Linked DNA regions of Drosophila melanogaster: region 2 is linked to region 1. A link is a contact called in public Hi-C data. All regions are on one chromosome and are shown on one strand. Each heading gives the region's core, a stretch centred on a gene start, on an enhancer-like site or on the middle of the called end of the contact. The rest is flanking DNA. Distances are from core to core; before and after follow the strand shown. Region 1 holds the start of mIF2 (mitochondrial translation initiation factor 2). Region 2 holds the start of CG10011.

Region 1 (5,864 bases), core at 967-3,466:
CGAAACGGATTAGCCGGCCAAAGGTGGCTCACTATTTTTGTCCAACAGCAAGCTTATGTTTGCTTACCGGTTATCTTTCTGCACCTGAAAGTCCAGCAATCTAAATTGATATCCTTAAACGAATAGATTAAGCTACAAATTTGCAAATATTTTATGCAACTTATCTGTATTAATAAAGAGAGAAATCTGTACTATTCCAATGACAACTAAAAAAATACAATTAGGAGTTACTCAAGTCTTAAAAATTTAATTTTAAATTTTAAATTCAGACATGAGGCATCTCTTGACCTTGGTCATATATAATATATACATACATAATCAATGATTTCAATCCTGACTTTATGTCTTCCTTTAGTTTTTTTGCAAGTACTGCCTAACTTAAATCCTCCATGGCTCGAACTTTAAGCCGAGCAGCTCAGGGCCAGGAAAGTTGCACGCACTTAAATCCTGGAAGCGAAGGGAAGGATGGGGTCTGTGCCTCGTCGCCTGCACCCAGGATCCTAATTACATTTTACTAGATAAATTGTAAACTTTTCCTGTGCCCGCTGCCCCCGCGCCCTGCAGCTCCATTCCGCTGGTTGCATCAGCTTCTTCCAACAGTTATATTTTGTTTGAGTTCTTTGCGTCGCTGCCGTCTTCTTGCGCTGCAAAGTAAACATAGGGTGGGTTGGGATGGTGGGGCAGTGGGAAGGTGATATGGCACCATTGCCAGGAAGGACTCGAAAGGACACCCTGTAGCAGCGTTGTACGTGCTGGTTGCGTTTGTAAGCGTATTTCCGGCAGCGGATGTCTGCAACAGCAGCAGCTCCACCGCCACCAACAAATGTTGGCTCCGGCCAAACGATTCCTGGATCGAGTCCTGAGTCCTTCGCACTTCGTCCTTAGTCCTTGGTCCTCGGTCCTTAGTTCTCAGCTCTCAGTTCTCAGCTGGCGAAAGTCAGTCAGTGCCGGTTACACATTTTCAAAAGTGCTTGGCGCTGCCACGCTTTGCCATTAGTAGTCCAAAGTTCCGAACTGAGAGTCCTGCGTCCTGCATGTGTATCTGTTGTTGTAGCTCCTGGCCAGCTCTTCAAGTCACTCCCGTATCTGTGTGCCGCATGTGTGCGTGTGTGTGTGTGTGCTGGCCCCTCACTATGCATGCGTGTGTGTAGTTTTGCGCAAATATTTGCATCTGGAATATTTGCGCGCTCCATCATAATTCAAACACAGATGCGCTGTTTGCAGAAGAGCAATCATTTTGACATGCAACTCGCTTCAAAACCGAATTAAGTGGCATTCAGCGTCAGTCACGAGAAGGGCTCGAGCCTCGAGAGCCGAGAATCCCTATTCCTATCCCCAGCCCCATCACCATTCCTATTCCATTCCTCCCAGTTTGAGCCCAGTTTGAGTTTGCAGCCCCAAATGACAGTGATTGACACTCACGCAGCCGCTTAGAAGGGCAATTTAAAGAATTTGCAACGATTTAAATAAATCATTTCAGCAGAAGCGGTAAAATAACATTTTTAGTTATGGCTCTGTAATTTAAAATAACGATTTTTAGATTTTGAACAAGGAAAACATAGCATTGCTTAATTATATTCACTATGCCTTTGTATTATTTATAGGTTGGTACTATATTAGGTTAAGAATATGACTTACTTTTTAAAAAGTTACACAGATACTTTAATTTTAGACTAGTTAATGAATGGTGCAATGTTAAAACTTTAAACTTGGAAATCAAAATCCTTTTACATACATTCTACATTTCATTTGACATTTTAATGCGTCGCCACCTTGCGGACTTATTGAGAAGTATGTGATTATCGACCCTAATCGAACACAAATGTTTAATAGTTAGTATGGCAACTCTGGTCATTTATGGTATTAGGATGACAGCTCCCGGAATGTGTAAAATTTAAAGTGGCAACTGTAGAAATGCGAAAATTACGGTGATGGTTGGAAGCATATTATTTTTAAAATTAGATATTAAAAATTTTAAAACTTAAGACCTAAGTGTGTTTTATTAACGTATTTTTTCAAAGGAAAGACATGTATAATTTTGAATTAAATTAATTTTTTCTGTGTTTCTTAAAATCTCTCTTAAGTAGTGTTATACATATTATGTTAGCAATTTTTTTTTTTTTTTGTATTTTTGTTTTCATTTTCCTGAATTGTATATTAATCTTAACACGCCCTCTAGGCGGCGAACACGATGGTTAGCGGCGCTGTAAAACAGCTGATTTGATTTCCGTCCCTGGTATCAGTCAGCTGCTGCGTTACGCGACATCTAAAACATAAACTATAAGAATATAATTTCATCTATAAAAAATGTTGCGGATCATTAATATAAGTCGACTTGGTAATACTCTCCACTTCAGCAGAGCAGTCACACAGTGGCAACTGCCACTGGCGTTTCAAAGAGAATTCCATGTGAGCGCCGCCAGGTTGAAACGCCGGAAAACAGCAGAAGAGAAGGTAGGTTTTAGAGCCACTATGCCAGTGAATCTCAAAGCCGGAAAACTTGAATCTCTTAATAATCCCCTTGATCCCAGAGGGCACACTCACTAATTGATTTAGAAATCCCCAAGAATTATAGAGTACTCCCCCAAGAAGTTTCAAACGGCGGGCGGAGGCGCCTCTGACATCTGGAGGCACATGACCGTGGCCCAACTGGCCAAGGAACTGGAAAGGTCACTGGGTAAACATTCTATTCACTGGTTATATCTTAATATATTAAAGTAATTGTGATCATCATTTATCTTCCAGATGATGTTCAAGAGGCGATGCTATATGTCAAGGGCGCTGACAATATTGAACCGGCTTTTAAGCTTGCAGACCTCAAAATCATCCAGGAGATTGCCAAGAAACTGGGTGCCAAAACACGGGTGGTGGCCACACCTGAAGAAACAAACGCAGATGAGCAGAAGGAACGCGATGTGGCACCCAGGCCGCCAGCTGCTCCAGAGCTCCTGCAGCCCCGTCCGCCTGTGGTGACAGTAATGGGTCACGTGGATCATGGCAAGACCACGCTCCTGGATTCCCTGCGAGGTGCTGATGTTGCTGCCGGCGAGGCTGGCGGGATTACCCAGCATATAGGCGCCTTTACCGTCACCTTGGAGAACGGAGAACGTGTCACTTTCCTGGATACACCAGGACATGCTGCCTTTAGCGCGATGCGAGCTCGTGGAGCTGTTGCCACGGACATTATTGTCCTTGTGGTGGCCGCAGAAGATGGCGTAATGGCGCAAACACGTGAAGTCATCCAACTGGCGAAGGAAGCTCAAGTTCCTATTATCGTAGCGCTCAACAAAATTGATAAGCCCGAGGCTAATATTGTAAGTTAGAAAACAAGTTTTTAAAAAGCACGCCTATTACCCCATTCATTTCAGGAAAAAAGTAAACGAGAGCTAGCGCAAATGGGGCTTGCTCTCGAGGAGCACGGTGGTGATGTACAAGTGATTCCGATCTCAGCCCTTAAGGGCACCAACCTCGAGCTTCTGGCCGAGGCTGTTAGCACACAGGCCACCCTAATGGGACTTAAAGCAGATCCCACTGGTCTTGTTGAGGGAATTGTAGTGGAATCAAAGACTGATCCCCGTCGTGGCAAACTATCGACAGCCATCGTCTCCCGCGGAACTCTTCGTAAAGGCTCTGTGCTGCTAAGTGGCTTAGCTCACGCCAAGGTGCGAGGTCTCTTCGATCACAATGGCCAGCCTTTGAGCGAAGCCCCACCGGGCACACCAGTGGAAATTCTGGGCTGGCGCGAGCTGCCTCTTGCTGGTGATCTCATACTCGAGGTGGAAACGGAGGTAGATTTAGTGCAGCATTTCATTTATATTCATAATACAATAATAAGTGTCATCTTTGCGATTAGAAAAAAGCCCACGCCGTGCTGAAGTACCGCGAACACGAGTCGCAGCAGGAAAAGATCGAGTCGAGCAGTGATGAAATCCGCAAGAAGGAGGAGGAGCACCAGGCCAAGTATAGAGCTGAGCGAGAAGCCCGTCGACTGGCCGGACGCTTCCGGATGCGCGGTGGCCAGCGGGTCAAACAGGTGGATGAAAACGAGGGCAAGCCTCGGGTCAGTGTCATTATCAAGGGCGATGTGCATGGCTCTGTGGAGGCCATACTTGATGTGCTGGAGACCTATAACAGCAACGAGAGCTGCCGCCTGGATATCGTTCACTATGGCGTGGGAAATGTGACCGAGGGCGATCTCGAGCTGGCCAAGGCTTTCCATGCCATTATCTATGCCTTCGCAGTGGAGACTCCCCAGCTGAAGGCTGCCAAAGAAGTGAACATACGAAGCTACAACATCATCTACCGGCTAATCGACGATCTGAAGGAGCAACTCAGCAGTAAGTTGCCTCCAGTGGAAGTAGAGGAGGTTCTGGGCGAGGCCAATGTCCTGCAAAACTTCCTCATCAATGAGGGTCGCAAGGAAGTTCCCGTGGCGGGCTGTCGTTGCACGAAGGGAGTGCTGAAAAAGGCCCAAAAGTTCCGCCTCTTGCGTGATGGAGAGGTTGTCTACGATGGCCCCCTGGAGTCAATGCGACATCTGAAGAACGAAGTGGATACTATCAAGAAGGACGTGGAGTGCGGACTACGCTTCAGAGACACCAAGGTGCTGCCCCAGGCCGGCGATATACTGCAGTGCTACACCACCAAAATGGAGGCCCAGCAAACGGACTGGGATCCAGGTTTCTAGTTTGTACGCGCTGCCAAATCTGCCTTGTTATCGCCTTGTAATCTATAGTTCTCTATTATATACTGTTTATATAAAACAATCCACTATCCGACTTCCTGTTGATCCCACTGCTGCCGCTGTGGCCGTTGCTACCACCCTTCACCCACATACTTAGGCGTTTAGGATACCGATATAGAGTGGCAGCGGAACTGACCGATGATAAGGGAGACGTTCTAGCATCGAGAGCGACAGCGGGAGAAGCGCCCCTGTCCCATAGACGGAAGCTGTACTAAATGGGTCATCGCCATGCTAATTGGAGTTCACCCAAACCAAGGCGGTGTCCGTAGCCCCATATCGACTGGTGGAGATAGCAGGCTTCCGCCGCGGAGCCAATTAGAACTTGGTCCTATATTCATGAATGGATGCTTTTTATATCAAGTCCGCGCCTCTCAGCATATATATTTGCGAATTTCTATAATATCAAGCGCGTTCCCTGTATCGCCAGTCGCTGGTTCGCCTTGAAATGTGGATAATTTATTTCTGCGACTTATTAGCTAACTGGAGGCGACTTTCCCTGGCCGAGTGCTGATAAGGCGGTGGGTAAAAATAACTGTAACATCAGTCTTATATAATTATGCTCAAGGACTTTTATAACCGCACACACATTATTCGGTTTTTCGGCATAAAATTGTAAATCAGCGAGCACGAACTATTTTTGGCGGAAATATGAATTGCGGTTGAGATAATATCGTTGTATTTGAACCACTCATATTTGTAAGTAGAAGCTTCCTGCCAAGATCCAAAAAAAAAAAAGCTTGGAACTATCAAAATAATATTTTGATAGTGCGTGCGATGATGTACTTGTAAAACTCAAAATCCTTATCCCATTTGGCTGTTACCATGCTAAAGTTCTTAGTTTTTTTCAAAGCAATCCCGATAAATTGTCAACCAAATTTTGTTAAAAATTTGTTTTTTGTAGCATTTACATGAAAGTTTGATGATTTTTGAATTTCTATATAATTATAGTAGAGCTCTCACACATATCAACATTTCGGTTGAGATTTGAGTGCTGGATATAAACTATATATAGAACCCCGAGTTAAGCGGAATGCGGAAATTAGCGCTCAGGCTCCGAGTTTTTCTAGACTGGCGAATTTCATGAATGAACTTATCAAATTTCGTGAAATCGATGCTGCGA
Region 2 (5,864 bases), core at 2,078-4,577, 90 kb before region 1:
CGGAATCTGTAACATTATTGAAGATAACGGTGGCCCGGAAGTCGGCGGAGTTCTGCTTCACCTTGAACATGGTGCGATAGGTGCCTAACTCCGCACGAGGCACATCGTCGTGGAAGTTCTGGTCTAGCTCGACTTTCATTTCTGTCAGGTGAATATAGCTGAGCGTGAGTTCAGAACAAATCTTACTCAGATTCCTGCCGGCCAGATACTCGTTGATTCGACCGATCACCTTGGGGGCAATGCTCTTTGCCCATTGCGTATCCAGTCTTTTGTAAGGCACACAGGTGCAGAAGTGCTCCGGTATTCCGGCATCCTCACACGACCTTGTCTCATCGACGGGATAAAAAAGGGATTGGCACTTGGGACAGTCGGCCGCTTTGGGCAATGTTTGACCATCTGGAGTGCCGCCCAGTTCGATGATGTGTTTCAGGGTGTTGTGCAGATCGTAGTTGGATGTAAGCCGATTCCGATTCAGCTCAAGGGCCCTGGCGTATTCCGGATACTGAGCCCGGAACCAAGGCGGCAAATAGATAAACATCGAGGGAAGACGCTCTTCCAGGAATCCACTCGGCAGGGACATGAGTCTGCCATAGCGTGAGCCATGATCCGAGAGGAACACCATAATACTCTGATCGAACACACCATCGGCCTCGAAGTCCAGCAGGTACTGAAGCACATAGTCCTCCATTTTCGAGGGCATTTGGAAGCTGTCGTGGCTGAAACTGTTTGACCAGAACAGACCCCAAATGGGTCGCTCATCCACGAAACGGTTGGCAAAATTTCTGGCCATGTCGTAGGCATAACTGCTCGTGATCCGCCGGCCGATACAGTACTTCATCGAGCAGTCACTGCATTTCCAGGTGTTCAGGCCCGATTCAATGGCCTTCTGCAAGGGCCTTAAGTAGAAGTCGGTGGGCTGCTCCAGGAAACCCGGTTTCCAATAGTTGAATGTATTAATGCCTGCCTCATCCTCAGCATAGGCTGTGAGATAGCTGGCATTCCGGAAGTAGTGCCATATAAAAGGGGTCCTATCTAGGCACCCATCCTCGTGCCAGTTGCACACCTTCTTAATGGCCGACTCTGGATTGTAGCCTGTCAAAATGGCCAACAGATTGGGGAAGGTGTTGTCGCCTATCTGCACATGATAAAATATTTAGTCCTCGTTTATAAATCCCGCTTTCTTTACCCACCTTATTGTATCCTTGCTGCTCGAACCACCCGTCCCTCGTTAGGAACTTATAGACCTTCGGCATAGTTCTACGCAAATTGATCCGCGAAAGGCTGTCTATGCCGAACATAAGGACACTTGGCTTCCTCTTGGACGGTTTCAGCGAGAGTCCTTTGGGTGGTGGCCTGTATTGAATGAGGTTATACGCATCGCTCTGCAAAATATCCGACTCGTTGCCAAGACGATGGCAGGTCAAGATCAGGCCCTCAACATGGAGCGGCACCTCGTAGTTCTGAGAGAAGTATTTTCGCTCCATCCTGAAAAGTATGAAATTAATAGGGAGTTGGTTCTAAGCAACAAATCAAGCAAGATATTACTTATCATAACTGTCGTGCTTACGGTCCCGCGTTATCTCCTGATAATAGCAATTGTACTCCCCCCCATTGGAGTTGAGAATAATGGAGGCTAACGACTCATTGATGAAGAGTACATATCGCTGCCGACTGATGTCATAGATCGGAGTAACCAGGGCGGTTTCGTTTGAGCAGGTCTCAAAATGCTCGGGGTGGAAAATGGCCATTGCATCTGAGGCGAAGGGATCAACATACGGGATCTTGCACTTGGCGGACTCCACAAAATATGCGGGCCGGACTACATCCTGTACATTTCGATCTTCTTCAGCAGGAGGAATGTCGGAATTTGTGTCATCCGATCCTGTGACTTCTGAAACTCTGGGCTTAGTATTTGCATTTTGGGTTTTGATGCCGAGAATTACGATTATTGCAATTAGGCAGAAGCAGAGCCATTTATGAATTGGTTTTAATAGGGTTATCATGACTGTTTAGCAGCCAACGATAGCTACACACAAACTGTTCAGACCATCCGGAATGTCTTGCCATTAAGAGAGCCGTTATATTCTCTTATCGCTATACCGTTAAGGAAATTAAATATGTTTCAATTTTTTAAAACAACTTTTAAGGTACGGAAACGTTAATTTATTAATTGGTGAATGCTGCCAGTGAAAGTAAGAACGCTACATTTCATTATTTTTCTGGCATATCGATAGATATTGGAGACTACATATAATGAGAAAAATGGGAGGTTTTTGGTGTTAGAGTGGCAAGAAGTTTTTTTTATCAAACCGATGGAAATTATGAAAAGTTTTTTTTTATCAAGCCGATAGAAATTATAAAAGATTATATAGTCGGATTATGTAGTGTTACTTAGTTTTCAACGAATCTAGTATATCATTACTCCGTTATTCCTAAGACGGCGGCTGCTGCTGTGCATCCTATGCACTTCTATGTCGCCTGGATGTGACGCCATACAACAGACGGTAACACCAAGCTGATCGAGTGTGGATCGGCAGATAAAGCTGACGGGAATCTATGATAAGATTCGGGCCCCCACATCTTAAACAAAAAAAATAACTCCTAGATGGCGACACCATCACCATACGACATTCGGTCAACTACAAGCGAATATATTTTATATTTTACACTATCTTTACTACGCTTTCAAAGAACTCTGTGATTTAAGCGATATGCTTCTGTACAAATTTTTACAATCACTGCTAGAATTTAAGCCCTACACCTGGTTAGTCAAATAAAATATGGAGTGTGTCATTGCTAAAACGGGAAACATTGGGGAAATTCTGTTTAAATGTAGATACATACAAAAAAACTGAATATTACGAACTACATTTAATACAAATCTACAATTTGTCAACATTAATGTCCAAATACGAAAAAAAAGTCGTTGTTTATAAGATAATTTAAGATAAGATAATTTATAATTTATAAGATTCAAAATAACTTAGCTTAACTTTTTCAAACAGCGAATGAAACCACCTTAGCCGAGTTGCCCTTCGCCTAGCGGAGTTCGACACCAACCATAGAGCACTGCTTACACAGGAGACTATTTATAAAATGATCGCACCCCGGGATATTTATTCTTTTTCTTTGCATTTAATTAGAATATTGAAACACATTTTAAACCTAAATAAAGAAGTGTGACATCTTGCTTAGTGGCCCAGTGCAAACGGTTATCGATAGCTCGCAGTAGTGTGAATACTCTGCGAACGCGATTTTGAGCTCGGGAGAATATCTGGATTTTTTAGGGCATTCAGTTGCGCATTTGGGGGATTTTCGTTATAACTGCAGCAAACACCCTGCGCGTTTCGATTCGATTGGTTCTTGAAATGGTAAAATGCGGCTGGGCCGTCGAAAAAATTGAGAAAAATAAATCGCGTCGAGTGTGGGACGCGAACGGAATCGCTGTGAAAATACCGAGTTAAATGTGCGTGATCGAAACTTTCCTCCGAAAAGGATCTGCAATCGAAACGGAAGGGAAAACGCAGAGCAAGACATCCTTGCCCACGCAGGATAGCTGTGTGAAGAAGACGCGACGATAGGCCAAGAGGGAGGGGGAGCACAAACAGGATAAGCAGTGGCAGAAGAAGAAGCAGAAGGCGGAGCCGCATCTGCCGCAGTCAAAACAAGAGAGGAAGTGGAACAAAAGCGAGATAAAAGTGCATTCAGCTGGGGGAAATGTGAAATGTGAACGATGTTGCAACGTCGCGCTGCTTGCATCGCCAAGTAAAAGCAGAGTCAGAGGAAAAGCAAAACCAAAGCAAAGCCAGAACAAACAAAATACACAAAGTGAGAGAGGAGAGAAAGAGAGCGGTAGTGTTTGGTGTATCTGTGTGTAGTGCGTTCGCGTGTGCGCTTGTGTGTGTGCGTGTTACTTTGCTCACAACAAATTATCGTTTAATTTGCTTCGATTTTGCGACAACAACAAGCAGTGCGAAAGGGGATGTCCTTTCCACCACCACCACTATCACCACCGCCTGCTCCCTAAGGTCATAGGTCACCAGCCAGGAGGTGAGTAAATCAAGTTGTTTGAATTTTGTTACCCAAAACTCTTTTGCACCTAACGATAACAAACTGAAAGCCGCGTAGGAAACGAATGCCAAATTTAACCAAAATAATAAAACACGTTTGCCAACGCCAGCAGCGGCGACAACAACAGCAACAACCCATGTCCAATTAAAGTTGCAGTAGGGAAAAAAAGAATGAAAAAAAAAAACCGGCATGCCGGCTGCTGCAATTCAGAGCTGCTCAAAGTTAAACGAGCCAAGTAACAGCAGAAACAACAAAAACCGCACACCAGCCACAGTGGAACCTTACAAAGTCGTCTTAAAACCTTAGATCGTATCCAAAAGTTACACCTTTACATCTGAAGATACATCCTGAGATTAGTATATATCTGGAAAAACAATTTGGCTTTCAAAAAACATTAGAAAAGAAAATTCTGTTAAAATTTGTAATTGGGTAATGCATATTCGAAAACTTTTTCTCAGTTCTTAACTTAGTTAAGTCAGATTATTTTTTATTTAATCTCAAAACAGCTCGGGTTACACAGGTACCACTGTGCAAAGGGTACACAAATCGCGTGAGTGGTTGGTGCCTCTTTGTGGGTGTGAGTGTGTTTTGGTTAGCAATACTACACCAACTCGCGGCGCACTTTAAATATTTTGCCCAACTACACAGAGAATTGTGCTTGGGCTGCGGTTTTTTCTGAGCCGCCAACTTTTTGAAATGAAAATAATCATAATCAAGGGCTGGGCGCAGAAGTGGGAGGCTTTCAACAATGCCACACCCACTCGAATCCCCCAGCACAAACAGTTACTTCGTTTTTTTTTTCTCTTTTTCTCTGGAAAGCCAGAATGTATGAATGAGTTAATCAGAGAGCAGAGGCAAAGCGCCAAAAGGCAACAGTCAGCAGACGCATCGTCTGCCCGGCTCACTGGCTGGCATCGCCATCATCAGCAAACAGCCAAACAACACACAAAACGCAAAAAACAATTGCACTAAAGTTTCACTAGAATCTGCAATGAATCAGAAGGGAAAACCAGGAAGAGGGGCAAGCTGAAAGTGCTGGCTATAAACTGTAAACGTAATACCCTATTTCAGTTCGGAGTTATACATCCATGTCAATTATTACAGTATCCTAAAGATACAACAGTCATAGGGATAGCTTTATACCGTGATGATTGTAATAAGAGCGAGAATAGAAAGTACCAAAGCAAACAAATTAGAAACAGGTAGTATTATATTGCATAAGCTCATGCCTAGAGTTCGTTCCAGCTAAGTGACCCATTCGGTTCGGAGTGTATCAAATGCCATGACAAAGATTCCGACGATGAGTCTGCTGTAAATTGCGATGGCATTCTGCGCTTAACGGGTTTTTTGTTTGTTACATTTTTCGACATTTGCGCCATTGACGTAATTGTTAGACCCGGCCCAGACACACTACTCAACTGAACCGTCAGCAGTCCGTCTGACACCGCCACTCCAGAGATCCCGAGCTGCAGTATAACCATTCCCAGAGTTCCCAGCGCCATGGCCATTTGAATACCCATTTCCATTTCCATTTGGAACCGTCGCTCCCGTCTGCGCCTTTTTCAAGCTCAAGAGCAAAGTCGGCTTTGCCTTGGTCTTTTCATGAATTTGCATTTGCGGCGACCGGGAAAATGCTTGTATTTTCAGCGGGTATTTTTCATAATTTTCTGCTCGCGCTCTCCGATTTTTCCAGCACATTTTTCCTTTTGGCTCGCCCGGCCCGGCGCACGGTTCGTTGCACTTTTGTCAAGCTTTTGGCAAAGTTTTCGGCTGAATTTTCGTGTTATTGTCGG

Evidence for each region. Hi-C and Micro-C count contacts between places; a contact is called where the count stands out from the background.
Region 2: a contact with region 1 is called in a Hi-C map of the Kc167 cell line, with 2.5 times the contacts expected there. The contact joins the promoter of CG10011 here to the promoter of mIF2 in region 1. A contact is called at or near these places in 13 of 107 Hi-C or Micro-C datasets (the Clone 8 cell line, the Kc167 cell line, the OSC cell line and 7 more) and 3 of 6 datasets of contacts at active chromatin or transcription factors (the Kc167 cell line and the S2 cell line).

What each region holds. Positions count from the first base shown.
Region 1 is chr3R:28,541,169-28,547,032 of dm6, reverse strand. It overlaps mIF2 (mitochondrial translation initiation factor 2), which reads left to right and starts at 2,216. Exons shown (of 5, transcript NM_143364.3): 1 at 2,216-2,454; 2 at 2,557-2,677; 3 at 2,746-3,314; 4 at 3,369-3,788; 5 at 3,854-4,759. The coding sequence starts at 2,308. The coding sequence ends at 4,687.
Region 2 is chr3R:28,632,562-28,638,425 of dm6, reverse strand. It overlaps CG10011, which reads left to right and starts at 3,327. Exons shown (of 6, transcript NM_143367.3): 1 at 3,327-4,050. CG9988 reads right to left here and starts at 2,015. Exons shown (of 3, transcript NM_143368.3): 1 at 1,546-2,015; 2 at 1,191-1,485; 3 at 1-1,135. The coding sequence starts at 2,003.